Linked DNA regions of Zea mays: region 2 is linked to region 1. A link is a contact called in public Hi-C data. All regions are on one chromosome and are shown on one strand. Each heading gives the region's core, a stretch centred on a gene start, on an enhancer-like site or on the middle of the called end of the contact. The rest is flanking DNA. Distances are from core to core; before and after follow the strand shown. Region 1 has its middle 150 kb from the start of LOC100272233. Region 2 has its middle 53 kb from the start of LOC103632654.

The links. A called contact is a pair of places that touch in the nucleus more often than the background predicts.
Region 2: a Hi-C map of ear shows a contact between it and region 1, with 2.3 times the contacts expected there. The contact joins two enhancer-like sites. A contact is called at or near these places in 2 of 25 Hi-C or Micro-C datasets (ear and leaf).

What each region holds. Positions count from the first base shown.
Region 1 is chr7:104,627,072-104,633,288 of Zm-B73-REFERENCE-NAM-5.0, reverse strand. No RefSeq gene overlaps it. Among protein-coding and RNA genes, the nearest start is that of LOC100272233, 150 kb to the right of the region's middle. Within about 2 kb of position 2,733, at least 16 of the 20 cell types and tissues checked have an H3K27ac peak or open chromatin away from gene starts, as enhancers often do. A contact at or near this core is called in ear and leaf, where this site is marked.
Region 2 is chr7:104,801,393-104,807,874 of Zm-B73-REFERENCE-NAM-5.0, reverse strand. No RefSeq gene overlaps it. Among protein-coding and RNA genes, the nearest start is that of LOC103632654, 53 kb to the left of the region's middle. Within about 2 kb of position 3,999, at least 19 of the 20 cell types and tissues checked have an H3K27ac peak or open chromatin away from gene starts, as enhancers often do. A contact at or near this core is called in ear and leaf, where this site is marked.

The sequences.
Region 1 (6,217 bases), core at 1,484-3,983:
CGACAGCCGACGAGGTGCCGCCTCCTGCCTGGCCACGGTTGCCCCGTCTCCTCCTCCTCCTGTGGCGAGGAGGGTGGCGGGACAGACCCGGATGCTGCTCTTCCGCCATGGGAGGGAGACGTCGTCGAGTTCGCCGCCGCCGGGCGAGCTGACGACCGTCGTGGCTGCTGTCGCGCTGTGGGGGGAGGAGTACCATGTCGTAGCTGCCGTCGAGGGACATGAACTCGAGACTCCCGAAGCGGAGCACCGTCCCGGGCTGAAGAGGTTGCTGAAGACTCCCCATCTGGAACTCAACGGGAAGTTGCTCGTTAACACGCAGTAGGCCCCTACCTAGCGCGCCAACTGTCGGCGTTTCGACCCCAGGGGGGTCCCTGGACCGACGAGTAAATTTGTCGCTGCGTGTCCCAGCCCAGATGGGTTGGCGCAAGATGGAACACAAGGGGGAAAACGTGGCTCGTGTTATCCTGTGCCGGGGGATGCGCTCGTAGTAAGGGTTACAAGCGCTCACGAGGGAGAGAGAGTGAGCCTGTTCGTCAGCCCGTTCTCCCGCGCGACCCTCTCGCATGAAGGCCCTGGACCTCCCTTTTATAGATGCAAGGAGAGGGTCCAGGTATACAATGGGGGTGTAGCTATGCGCTAACGTGTCCGACAGAGAGGTGCCTGAGCCCTGTGTACGCGGTATCGTGGCCGTCGAAGGAGCGCTTGAGCCCTGTAGAAGCACAGCTGTTGGGGCTGCTAGGAGCTTGCTGACGTCTCCTTGCTTCCGTAGGGGGCTGAGAACCACCGTCGTCATGGACGCACGCGGGGAGCCATCATTACTTGTTATCGGGGCGAGCCAGATGGGACGCCGGTCTTGTTCCCCCGTAGCCTGAGCTAGCTAGGGGTAGGGTAATGATGTATCCCCGTGGCGCGGTCGGTCCGAGCCCAAGGTCGGGCGAAGCGGAGACTTCTCCTGAGGCCGAGGCCGGGGTCGGGCGAGGACACGATTCCTCCTGAGGTCGAGGTTGAGGCCGAGCCCTGGGGTCGGGCGAGGCGGAGACCATCTTCCGAGGCCGAGGTTGGGGCCGAGCCCTGGGGTTGGGCGAGGCGGAGACCACCTTCCGAGGCTGAGGTGGGGGCCGAGCCCTAGGGTCGGGCGAGGCAGAGACCTCCTCCTGAGGCCGAGGCGCAAGGTCGGGCGAAGCGAAGCTTCCTGTTGCGCCTGAGGCTGAACTTAGCTGTTATCAGCCTCACCCTGGCGGGTGGCACAACAGTCGAAGCGGGGCGAGCGACGCTGTTTTCCTGTCAGGTCAGTCAGTGGAAGGTCGAAGTGACTGCAGTCACTTCGACCTTACCGACTGAGGCACGTGTGTCAGGATAAGGTGTCAGGCGATCCTTGCATTGAATGCGCCTGCGATACGGTCGGTTGGTGAGGCGATTCGGCCAAGGTTGCTTCACAACGAAGCCTGCCCCGAGCTGGGCTTCGGGCGAGTCGAGGGTGCGCCCGTTGCTTGAGGAGGCCCTCGGGTGAGGCGTGAATTCGTCTGGGACTACTGTTTCCGCCCGAGGCTGGGCTCGGACGAGGCGAGATCGTGTCCCTTGACTAGACGAAGCCTTGACCTGAATCGTACCCATCAGTCTCTGCAGCTTATGCTGATGGTGGTTACCAGAAATGTTTAGGAGTGTTAGGGATACCCCTAATTACGATACCCGACAATTGTACAATATTTTTACTATACAATATTTTTATTATATAATATTGATGAATTGATCGCCTCCCTTATATCACAATCCTGGCTCCGCCCCTGCTACGGCCCATCGCTCACTGTCCCTTCTCCTCAGATCAGATGCCAGCAAATGGGCGCCTACGCTATTACGTAGCCAAGGATCAGAAAATATTCCGTTGATCATGGATTTTGCTAGCACAGGTAGCAGAAATTTTTTGTTTTAGAGCTAGTTTGGCAACCATAATGTTTAAAGGGTTTCTATTTTTAAGAGAAATTACTTTATTTTTCAAAAAAATAAATAAATAAACACTTAGAAAAATCGAATTACCAAATGAACGAACAGGCGAATAAAAATCACTTACAAAATATTCGGGTTTTTTTTTCTATCTTGGCAGTTGGCGCTTCTAAAAGCGTTATCTTGTCTTCAACAATGAGAACTACCACTACCAGACTTGGGACGTAGAGCAGGCCGATTTTTTTTTGCATTTTGGTACTTTCTCGAGAAAAAAAATCAAGTTTAGACTCTAGAAAATTTTAATGTCATTTTTGGATCATTTGCTCGGCGCCATAGGCTATAGCGCCGAAGTAACACAGCTCGCCGCCATAGGCTATGGCGCCGAGGTACGTGCTGCGCTGGCACAATCGGACGCCGTGGCGCCGACGTGACACCGAGCTCGACGCTAAGATCTATGACGCCGAGCTCGGTTGTTTAACCACAAAGCCTGTCTAGCTCAGTCGGTACAGCCTATGGCGCCGAGCTGTGTTACTTCGGCGCCATAGCCTATGACGTCGAGCAAATGGTCCAAAAATGACACTAAAATTTTCTAGGATCCAAACGTTATTTTTTTTTCGAGAAAGTGCCAAAATGCAAAAAAAAAAAAATCGTAGAGCAGGCAGCAAGTCCACTTCGGACAGAGGGCCCACTTTAGTGCATGAGAGAAAAATGAGGGCATATAGATTGCAGTGTCGGGGTCTGGCCACATGCTTGGGCCATGCCCCATGCGGTTTGCTGGTAGAAATGCCAGCTTTTGTGGCCGGATCTGGCCTGTTGGGCTCACTTTCTATACTCTCCAGTTCGACCATCTCGTACTCTTCTCAATGCACAAAGACACATATGGATAATTTTATTCAAAATAAATATTGCTATATGAATATCAATCAAGTAAAATCTCATAAGAAGCAACTCGGATATTTAATAATGTTGAGATAGATGATCTAAACTCCTGCCCATAATTAATAAATTAGATCTAGTTATGGTTTTTGGGCCAAACTCGACTGAATAACTTCTAGATGAGCATGTCACCAAGCATACACCAATTTCTTTTTGTAGAAAGTTGTGATTTTTGGCAAGTGGGATTTGAGTGAAATGTTACACTATCCTTCTACAAACAACACTTCAATTATACTTCGAAGTTGTAAAATACTAAAATCTCTTCGCTGAGGCTATCTTCAGCAGCTCTCTTATCTTATTCTCTATTTCACCTCCTATTTAAACTTAACATTACAAACAACGTTTTACATAACTATATACACGATATGCAATCATGCCTCGTGCATGTTCAACATGCACATACGATCTACTGTAGCTCGCTATTTTATCAGCAGAGGCTGTCCGAAGCCCCTATAATGTCTCTCTAGCATTTTATTTTCCAGTTAGCATTTTATTATGGATCTTGATGTTTATTTTTTTGAGGGAAGATCTTAAGATCTGTTTAATTTAATTAAAATAAGATGAGACCAAGTCCAATTAAACAAAGATGACTAGTTACATGTGATCCCACAACAAGGCATACGCCTGTTGCAATATAAAGACATGTTTGCTAATTGAAATTTTAAAAAAGAAAGAACATCCTCCTTAAAATATTCTTTCAAAAGGTTGTCCGTGTCTTGTGCAGTTTCTATCTTTTGGAGTATACGGGGTTAGTTGCAGAAACCGGCCACGACCCATTGTTTAACATCAGCTGATGTCTGATAATGACCCAAACACCTTATAAACATGATCCTTGTTAGATTAAGATAATATAAACATACCTCTAGACCGAAATTCCCTTCTAGCTAGTAGTGCGCGGCCGGTATCCTCTGACTGAAAATCTATTTGATTTTGATTGACCAGGACTAACTAGGAATGTGAAAAAAAACATCCAAATTATGTATTACTTAGTTTTGTGTATTAGTATTAGCTACCGGGATCACGTCGATAGAGAAAGCATCACTTTATTGTGATTACAGTACCACATAGAAAATGTTCGTTGGACGCATTCAATCCATCGAAGAAGGCCGGCAATCTTTGTTGGTCAGGGTTGTTTACATGATGACCTTCTAATTTAAATATGCGCTCGTAGATATCTGAATTCTTCGACTTGAATGAGTCCATAGTATAATACAAAATACAAGATACGATCAGTTCCGCAATCACGTGTCCTACTTTTAACATTTAGGGCTAGTTGTGCCTCTCAAACTAGCCTTTAGGGTTCGTATGGGACTAGGGTAATGAATGTGATTGAGGGGACCAAAATGAATAGTAAGGGATTTTGACTCTCTGAATCCCTCAGTTACATTTGCTCTCAAACAAACCCGTAATGTTGTTTTAAATTAGAGTTAAGAGAACTGTATATACAACATTGTGCCATGATAAGCAAACTCGATTCATTCAGGCTGTTTGTTTCGGATTAAAGTCAGTTGTTTGGACAACTGCAACTGCAATACTTAGAGATAAACAATGTAGAAACAATAGAAGTCGTTTCGGATTGAAGCCAACTAAACATTTTGATTAAGATAAAGAGCCACAATTTAATTTGGCTCGTTATTTAATAAGTCAGTTCTGTTTAGCTCCACTAAACTTGATTTGTTTAGAAAATTGAGCTAGCTCGTTTAGATCGCGAACTAGGTATTAAAAAAATACTCCATCCCTTCTTTTTATTTGTCGTGTTTTAGTTCAAAAATGAACTAACAGACAATAAATATTCAAGATCGGAGGTAGTGTAAAATACGTATCTATATAAAAGTTAAGAACAATACTGATACAAAAGTAATACATCTATAAGGTTTAAATAAAATAAAATAATAATATACACACACAAATTTAGCGATATATTATATTATTACACAATACCTGATGAAGCACAACCCGTTCAGCTTGTCCTCGACCTGCCTCACAGTCTCCTCATCTCTTGAGCAAGAAGCGATGTCGTCGGAGTCGTGGTCAAGGTCGTTGAGGGAGGTGAGGAAGGCATGCTCCTTGATCTTGGCCTTCTGGAGGTACTTCGTCTTGAGCGCCTACTTATCAAATCCTCCCTTGGACTTGTGCTTGCCAGAGGAGTATTCCGCTTGCCCTTGCGCCGACTAGAGTGGTGGTCGCACGGGCTAGCCTCCTGCTTGCCCTTCTTGGGGCAACTGGTGATGAAGTAGTCAGGGTCTCCTCAGTTGTAGCATCCATCCTTTGACCCACCACGCCGCTAGTTCTGGTGATTGTTATGGAACCGCGTGAACCGACTGGCCACAAGCACCAGCTCCTCATTCCCAAGACTCTCCACCTGCTCCTCTGTGATAGATAACCAAGAAGACAAAATAAACATAGCAGGTTAGGGGTTAGAGGAGGAACCACCTCCAGAGACTAGGGCCATGGTGCGTGCACCAGGGTTCTCAATCTTGGCCCAGTTCTGGTGGTCAATATCAGTGGACTTAAGCTTGCTGTACAGCTCATCCACGGTGAGAGTCTCGTAGTTGGGCGACTCGATAATTGTCGAGACCTTCACCTCCCAAACACTATGATCTAGAGAATGTAGAAACTTCAATGTTCTCTCATGATCATCATAGGGAAGTTGTGCTTTATTGGCACACATCTTGTTCACAAAAGTCTGGAACCGAGAAAACATCGTGTCAATGGTGTCTCCAGCCAACTAGGCAAAGTTCTCATACTCTCGCTGGTATGTCTCAAAGAGTCTAGTCTCCACATGATCATAGCCCTCATGGAATTTCTTGAGGGTGGACCAGATCTCGTGAGCCGTAGCCAAATGTCCAACTCGCTCAAACTCAGCAAGCGAGAGACACGAGAACAAAGCGTTGTGAGCTTTGTTGTTTGAATAATGGAACTCCACTTGAATTGGAGTGCTTCAATCACTTGTAACACTAAATGCAACATCGACATACAGATGTCGACATACAGATCTTCCAGTATGGATAGTTAGTCCCATCGAAGAACTGTGGCTTGCCAACACCATGTTCCATGTCGCCTTCGTAGATTTCGAACCGATTAGGGTAAGAACATCCTTAATCGGCTCTGATACCAATGAAGGACCGGTGAGGCGGCTAGAGGGGGGGGGGGTGAATGGGAGCCACTAAAAATTCTCTTGCGAGAACAACACTGTGACTTGATTCCCAATTTATCCCAAAACCTCTAGGGACTCACAAAGCACTAGATCACCGTGCAATTCAAGCTAGTATTGTTTGAATACACCAAAATCCTAGGAGAGAAACAACCTAACTGTCTATAAAAATCAGAGACAAAATCA
Region 2 (6,482 bases), core at 2,750-5,249, 170 kb before region 1:
TAACCCACGCCTAGAACTCGTCGTAATCTTGGAACTCCTGGAAGTCTCCTTCCACGACTTCATCTTCTCCTGAGCAGTGGTTGCAACGGGGACAACCTGGGGAGGGGGGGTTTGGTGTGTAGAGCAAGGGTGAGTACACTTCAACATACTCAGCAAGTGTCCTGTTTGGCTGTAATGGACTAGCTTTATGTGGGGGGGGGGGTAAGTCAAGCAATTGCTTTTAGTGGGTCAGATTATTATTACTAGTAGAGAAAGCCAAGTTTTAGAATTAACCCACGTTATTAACCCAAAAGTACCCTTTCCAAACGGAAAGAATACCACTTACTATTACCATAGTCAATACCAAAACCATCATTCTCATCACCACCTGTAATCCGAACATCTCTGATCAAGTATCACTAATCAATGGAGCTCCCTTGGCCGCTCATAACCGTGAGCACAGCTGATATATCAGTTTTCAAACACTCTGCAGAGGTTGCACACTTTACCCACAAGCCGTGATTCCCTTTCTGCCCAGAGATCATAACTCCCCATTGATCACTACCAAGGTGACCCAGCAGGGTATCACTATGTAGCCTTTACAAAGATTCCTTAGGGCTGTAGCCACCCGTTAGGTTTCCTAAATGCACCGCACTCCTCCCCAAGGGGCGAACCAACCTTGGCAGAGCGAGCCGCATACACCGAGCCCCATTAACGGCACGGCAGCTAAGCGAACTACACCCCGGTTCCTCTAATTATTCAGCTAAGGGCGTCCCATTCCACCCTCATGGTTGCACTGTTTTCCCGGGCGGTCATCCAACGAACACGTCCTTACGGAGAGGCACTCGAGAAACCGCTCGAGTCCCCTTAATTGCCACAAGTATATCATAAATAAGAAGGAAAACAACGTATCATAGATAAATCTCACCATGTTCATTGATTAATGTTAAGCACTAGCATAAAGCTAAACCATAATAATCCAACCCAAATAGGTAAGCAAGGACATGGATAACAAAAGCTAGTCAATCCTTAAGTATAAACTGTGTAAATACGGAAAGTGAATTATAGAATTGTATAGGACATAAGTGGGTGTTGGAACTTGCTCTCCGGTGCAAGCTGATCCAACGGGGGAGTGTAGCAACATAAACAGGGTTTTTGCTCGAGATGGCAATAGCTCTGTTAATCTAGCCTCTCAAGGGCACTGTGCGGGGGTATTTATAGGTATCTGAGTGCCCAGCGTCCAGTGTTAAGGACGCATGTGCCCTCAGACACCTAGGTTGTCCCCGGAATATTCCCATAAAGCGGGGTTACAGACCGTAATTACAGGGAGACCTTTACAAATTAGGCCTGTAATGCGCAGTGGCCACGCAGGGCCTGTTACAATGGGCTGGATCACACGTGGGCCTCCATGCTGGACGAGGTCGCAAGATGAGACGACCTCGTCACAGGTCTTCGTCCGGTGACGTGTGGGACGAAGGGTGAGTCTACCCGTTGTCTTGTCTCCGTTGGTGCAGCGAGGACGGCGAAGGCATCGAGCGAAGGGTGGCGTCTTCGCCTTCGCCCCAACAGTGGGTCAAGGGACACTTGCCTCCACCAACCAGCTGCTGCTCAGGGGCTTCTCCTATGAGTTCTTCGGATTCCTCAACCAGACCGTTATCTATGCGAGCGCAAACATACATCCATCCATTTGAATTAGTAAATAAACAGTACACCATACAAGAGAGCAGATAAGTCAAATATGCATAAAATATGACATACGATTTTGCATTCGCAATTGCTGGAAAGAAAAGGAAGAAGGTCTCGCAGTGGCTAAAGCTGGGGAGGGGAGTGCGCCGGGAAGGGCGAGGACGGGCGCGCCGGGGAGGTCGGGGCGAGCGCGGGTGAGGGCGAGCACGCCGCGCCGAGGGGCGCCGAGGCCGGGTAGGGGAGGTTGGGCACGCTGCGGGGGAGGGGGCCGTCGAGGCGGGCGCGAGCGCCACGGCCACGCCGAGCCGGGCGGGGCCGAGCGCGTCGGGGACGACGGCTGGAGAAGGGGAGGGAGGGGAGGGGGAGGGACTTACCGCGTGGGGCGAGGGTGGCACCGGAGCGAGAGCGAGGTCGGGCGGGGGAAGGAGACGTGCGCGAGGGGGCACGGGGAGAGAGAGAGAGAGAGGGGTTTGGGGAAGGGGCGGCTGACGGACGGGGCCCACCAGAGAGGCGGCGGCGGAGGTCCTAACCGCCCGCGCACACGGAGCGCGTGGGGGTGCGGGGGGGGGGGGGGAGCTGGGCTGCCGAGCTGGCCCAAGGCGAGGAGGGGGAGGGGGCGAGCTGGGCCGCGCGGGGGGGGGGGGGGGGGGGGGGGGTGGGGAGGGGCAGGCCGCGCTATGGGGGAAGCCGGCCCAAGGGGGGAAGAGGGAATTTCCCTTTTCCCTTTTCCTATTTAGCTCTAAACTCCACTCCAAAATACTTTCACAAATCACTCAACCACAAGCAAGAAAATCATGGTCCGGTATTATGCAACAACCAAAGAAAATATTTTTAGGGTTTACTTACACAAGGTATCGAGCTAATTCTCGCTAGAACTTTAGAAAAAGAACAAAGCGTAGCGAGAAGAAAAAGAAAGAGGAAAGATAACACCCGAATTTGGGGAGTGCTGGAGAAAGAAAAAAAATTTAACTCTCAAATTCAGGGCGATACACTTCAACTCCACCATATAAAGCATTTATTATATAGGTCCCTCCCTCCTTACGGGTGAGATGGGCTTGTGGAATACTTAGTGTATTCACCCAGATTTATTTATGTTTTTCAGCAGTTGAAGACTTCTTTTCTGCTATGCTCGACTAGAAGGGGTTGTGTCTGCACCCACCTGTGGCTTGGGCTAGTTTATCTTCCGCTGCGCTTTGTATTTTAGGCTCATTAGAGCTTGTAGTTTGGTATTGTAATAACTTTTATTCGAACTCTGTACTATTTGAAGTAAGGAATGTGTTTACTAGCCTCATGAGACTAGTAATTGTTTCACATTTGAGTCCCAGAGGATCGGGACGCTTCAACTCATTAGGCTAACAGCTTACCAATCCTCAATTCTTCATAGCTATATTTAAACTTCACTCAACGAACAATGTAGACTATAATTTAAAACAGGGTTTTGGATAATAATATAGATGAAATATTGAACATGGTCTTGGGTGGAGGACCATTGCCAAGGTGCACTCCCCCAACACCAACAGTCCTCCCACCTCTCGAGGATTCGTTGAGGGGCGAGCAGCTGCGTGCGCCTTGAATGAGCTGCTACTGCTAGTGGCAGTTGCCCTGGGCCTATGCCTGTGCCTGCCTCGGTCCCGGCCGTATTCGCACCCATCTCGGCGGCCGGAGACTTTGAGCGGCTCCGCGTCGCAAACCATGTGCGCAGTGCGCAGCCTGTGGGCGATGGCCGAGGACCGAAGCCACATGCGCGCTGCCCCTGAGCCGTTGGGCTCGCCATGTGACGCTTGCCGCAGGATGCCTGCACCGCGCGTCCTGGTCATCTGTGAAAACCAGTTGCTCCTGGGATTCGCGGTTCTTTTTGTGCGTTTGTAGCAGTGAGACGGCGTGCGGGCGGATGGGTGTGTCGCGAGGCCCTCGCTGCTGTGCATGTGCGTCTTGCCGACCCTCCATCGGGCAACCTAGCTAGCTTGTTGTTTGTTCCTGCCCGTGCCCGTGTGGCCGTGTGTCGTCAATTGCCCAAACAAGGAACTGTGGCCTTTTTTTTAAACATTCACAATTTTGTCACAAAGATAGCACTTTTTTAAATCACAATACGTACACAAAATTGATGATACTTCTCTAACTAAAATGAGGTTTACCACAGAAGCTGCATCTCTGAACACCTGCAACAAGCACTTCATCGTCACCAAGACACGTTACACTAAAAAAAAATCAGCGAGCGTTGTTTGAGACATCAAGCATCACAACTTGGCAACTACGGTGCTACACACAACACACGGCAGATGGTGTGTCTGGTACTCTGGTAGCATTCGTTGCAATTTTAGCAGGGTTCATGTGCTTAATGGGCCTATACTGACTCTTGAGTGGGTGTGGGTCCAATTTGGTTTCACAGGAGGCTGATTTTAGGCCCAATGATGATGAGAGAAACCCATTTTTACATATGCTGCTTAAGGCCTCGAATTATCTATGGATTAAGCCTATCTTCAACAGCTATCCTATCTCATCCTATATCTCAAACTTCACTCTACAAACAGTATCATCTATAATATTAATCTCCTATTTTATATGACAGTCTGCGGACAACCTAAGGCTATGATTATAACAATTTGAATCCTATCTAGACAAATATATATGTCACTTCTCAATACTAGGATTTTTTGTTGCTAAACCTTAGTTAAATTACCAAACATAATTCCTCGACATTTGTTGACCTCAAGCGTTCATCCCAAATACGCCCAAATATATACTAGTGGTTCACGCCACGTGCACAACCTATACCTTGTTTTTTTTTTAATTTAACCATTTTTCTTCAAAAGTTCACATTTAAAATTTTGGGGCATTAAATTCATTTTGACCTACGACACCGAGCTAGCATGCCATAACCACAGTGGTCACCACAGTGGCATCGACGTGGGGGTACCTTGATGCCAAGAGCCATGAGGTCGGCGTCACAGATCTTGACGCTAGTATCATTCAAGAATTGAGATAAATTCTTTGGTTGAGGCTCACTTTATTCCACCTCCTCCTCTCTCTCTCTCCAATCCTCCGTACATTCTTTTACCAGTGTTGGGTACCGTAATTAGGGGTACCCCCAATGCTCTTAAACACGACCGAAAAACATCTTCAGAACAAACCATACACGGCTGATAAAGCACGGTTCAAGTCAGGGCCACGTCTACCAAGGGACGCAACCTCATCCGAGCCCACCTCGGGTGGGAACAGTAGTCCCGGACGGATTCACGCCTCGCCCGAGGGTCCCCTCAGTCAGCAGACGCACCCTCGGCTCGCCCGAAGCCCAGCTCGGGCAGACTTTGTCGTGCAGCGACCTCGGCCAAATCGCCTTACCAGCCGACCGTATCGCATGCACATTCAATGCGGGGATCGCCTGACACCTTATCCTGACACGCGTGCCTCAGTCGGCAAGGTCGAAGTGACCGCAGTCACTTCGCCCCTTTACTGACCGATCTGACAGGAAAACAGCGCTGTTCGTCCCGCTCCGGCTACCGTGCCGACCACCAGGATAAAACTGAGTCACGATCTCCCACGAGTTCGGCCTCGGGCGCAACAGGGAGCTCCGCCTCGCCCGACCTCAGGCCTCGGCCCCAGACTCGGCCTCGCAAGAAGATCTTCGCCTCGCCCGACCCCAGGCTGTGGGGGACAGATATCCCCCGGGTCCACTAGAAGGATAAAAGACCTCACGAAAGGCCCAAAGGCCCCATAATTCGTAAGGTCATCCCTCTCGTGGGCCTGGGAGGAGCGACCAGTGAGACAGATCAGCACAAGGCCGGGTCGGTGCAAACTAGACGGCCCAACAACATCCGAGCAGTAATCACAGCAGTGACCCGACCTTCCCGCACAGGAGCCCCGTACATCGGAACTGGGCGAGGATGAGTCGGCTGAATTATAGGAAGACAGACTCAGTTAGTTCACTATTATTCTGGCTCACGTTGTTATCATATCCACATGTAATGCCCCACGGTCGAGTATATAAGGCCTAGGGGGCACCCCTTCAAGACGATCGAGAGAGACATCATTCATCACTTAGCCATCCATCCCGCTCTCTACGTTTTCCAGCACTATAGAGCTCCCTTGTAACCCATCGCATAAAGCATTTCAGCCAGGACGTAGGGTGTTACGCATCTCAAAGCGGCCCGAACCTGTACATCATTGTCTACTATTTCTCGTGCGCCCAGCACGAACCATCGAGCTACAGTCGGTAACACCGTCCTACTCCTAAAAAGCACCTTGGGGGGTAACCCTAGGTGCACGGTCGGACCCGAAACACCAATAGCTGGCGCGCCAGGTAGGGGGTGTGTCATCAATCCAAGCTAGCTCAATGGCCGTCACCTTCCAGCACAAGATCATCCTCTGTCCCGGATCCATATTCTGCTTCGGTACTATCTCATCTGTAGTGGATGAGGAGGGAACTCTGCATCGCCTCGCGAATCCGCCTGAGAGAAAGCCTTCCTCAGAAATCTCCGAGAAAATCGGGGCGAGGCAGGAAAAAGCGCAACCTCCAGCGCTCCTAAAAAAGATCACCTCCAGCGATACAAGGGCTGAGGGTCCTTCAGCTCGGAGAACTCCGCTGTCCACCTCTCCGACGAGAGAATGGATACGGATCACAAGGAAAATAGAAGCAAAGGATCATCAAGCTGATCTTTCTGTGCCTCCGCTCTCAAAGGAGAATAGAAAGAAGATTGCCGTGACAGCTACTCCATTCTACCCCGACGTCCTCTTCATCGGGAGAGTGGAGTCGCCCCCCATCTCCGACAATGAGCCGACTGCACCCGGAGAGGAACCTCCTCAGTGGGAATCCCGCC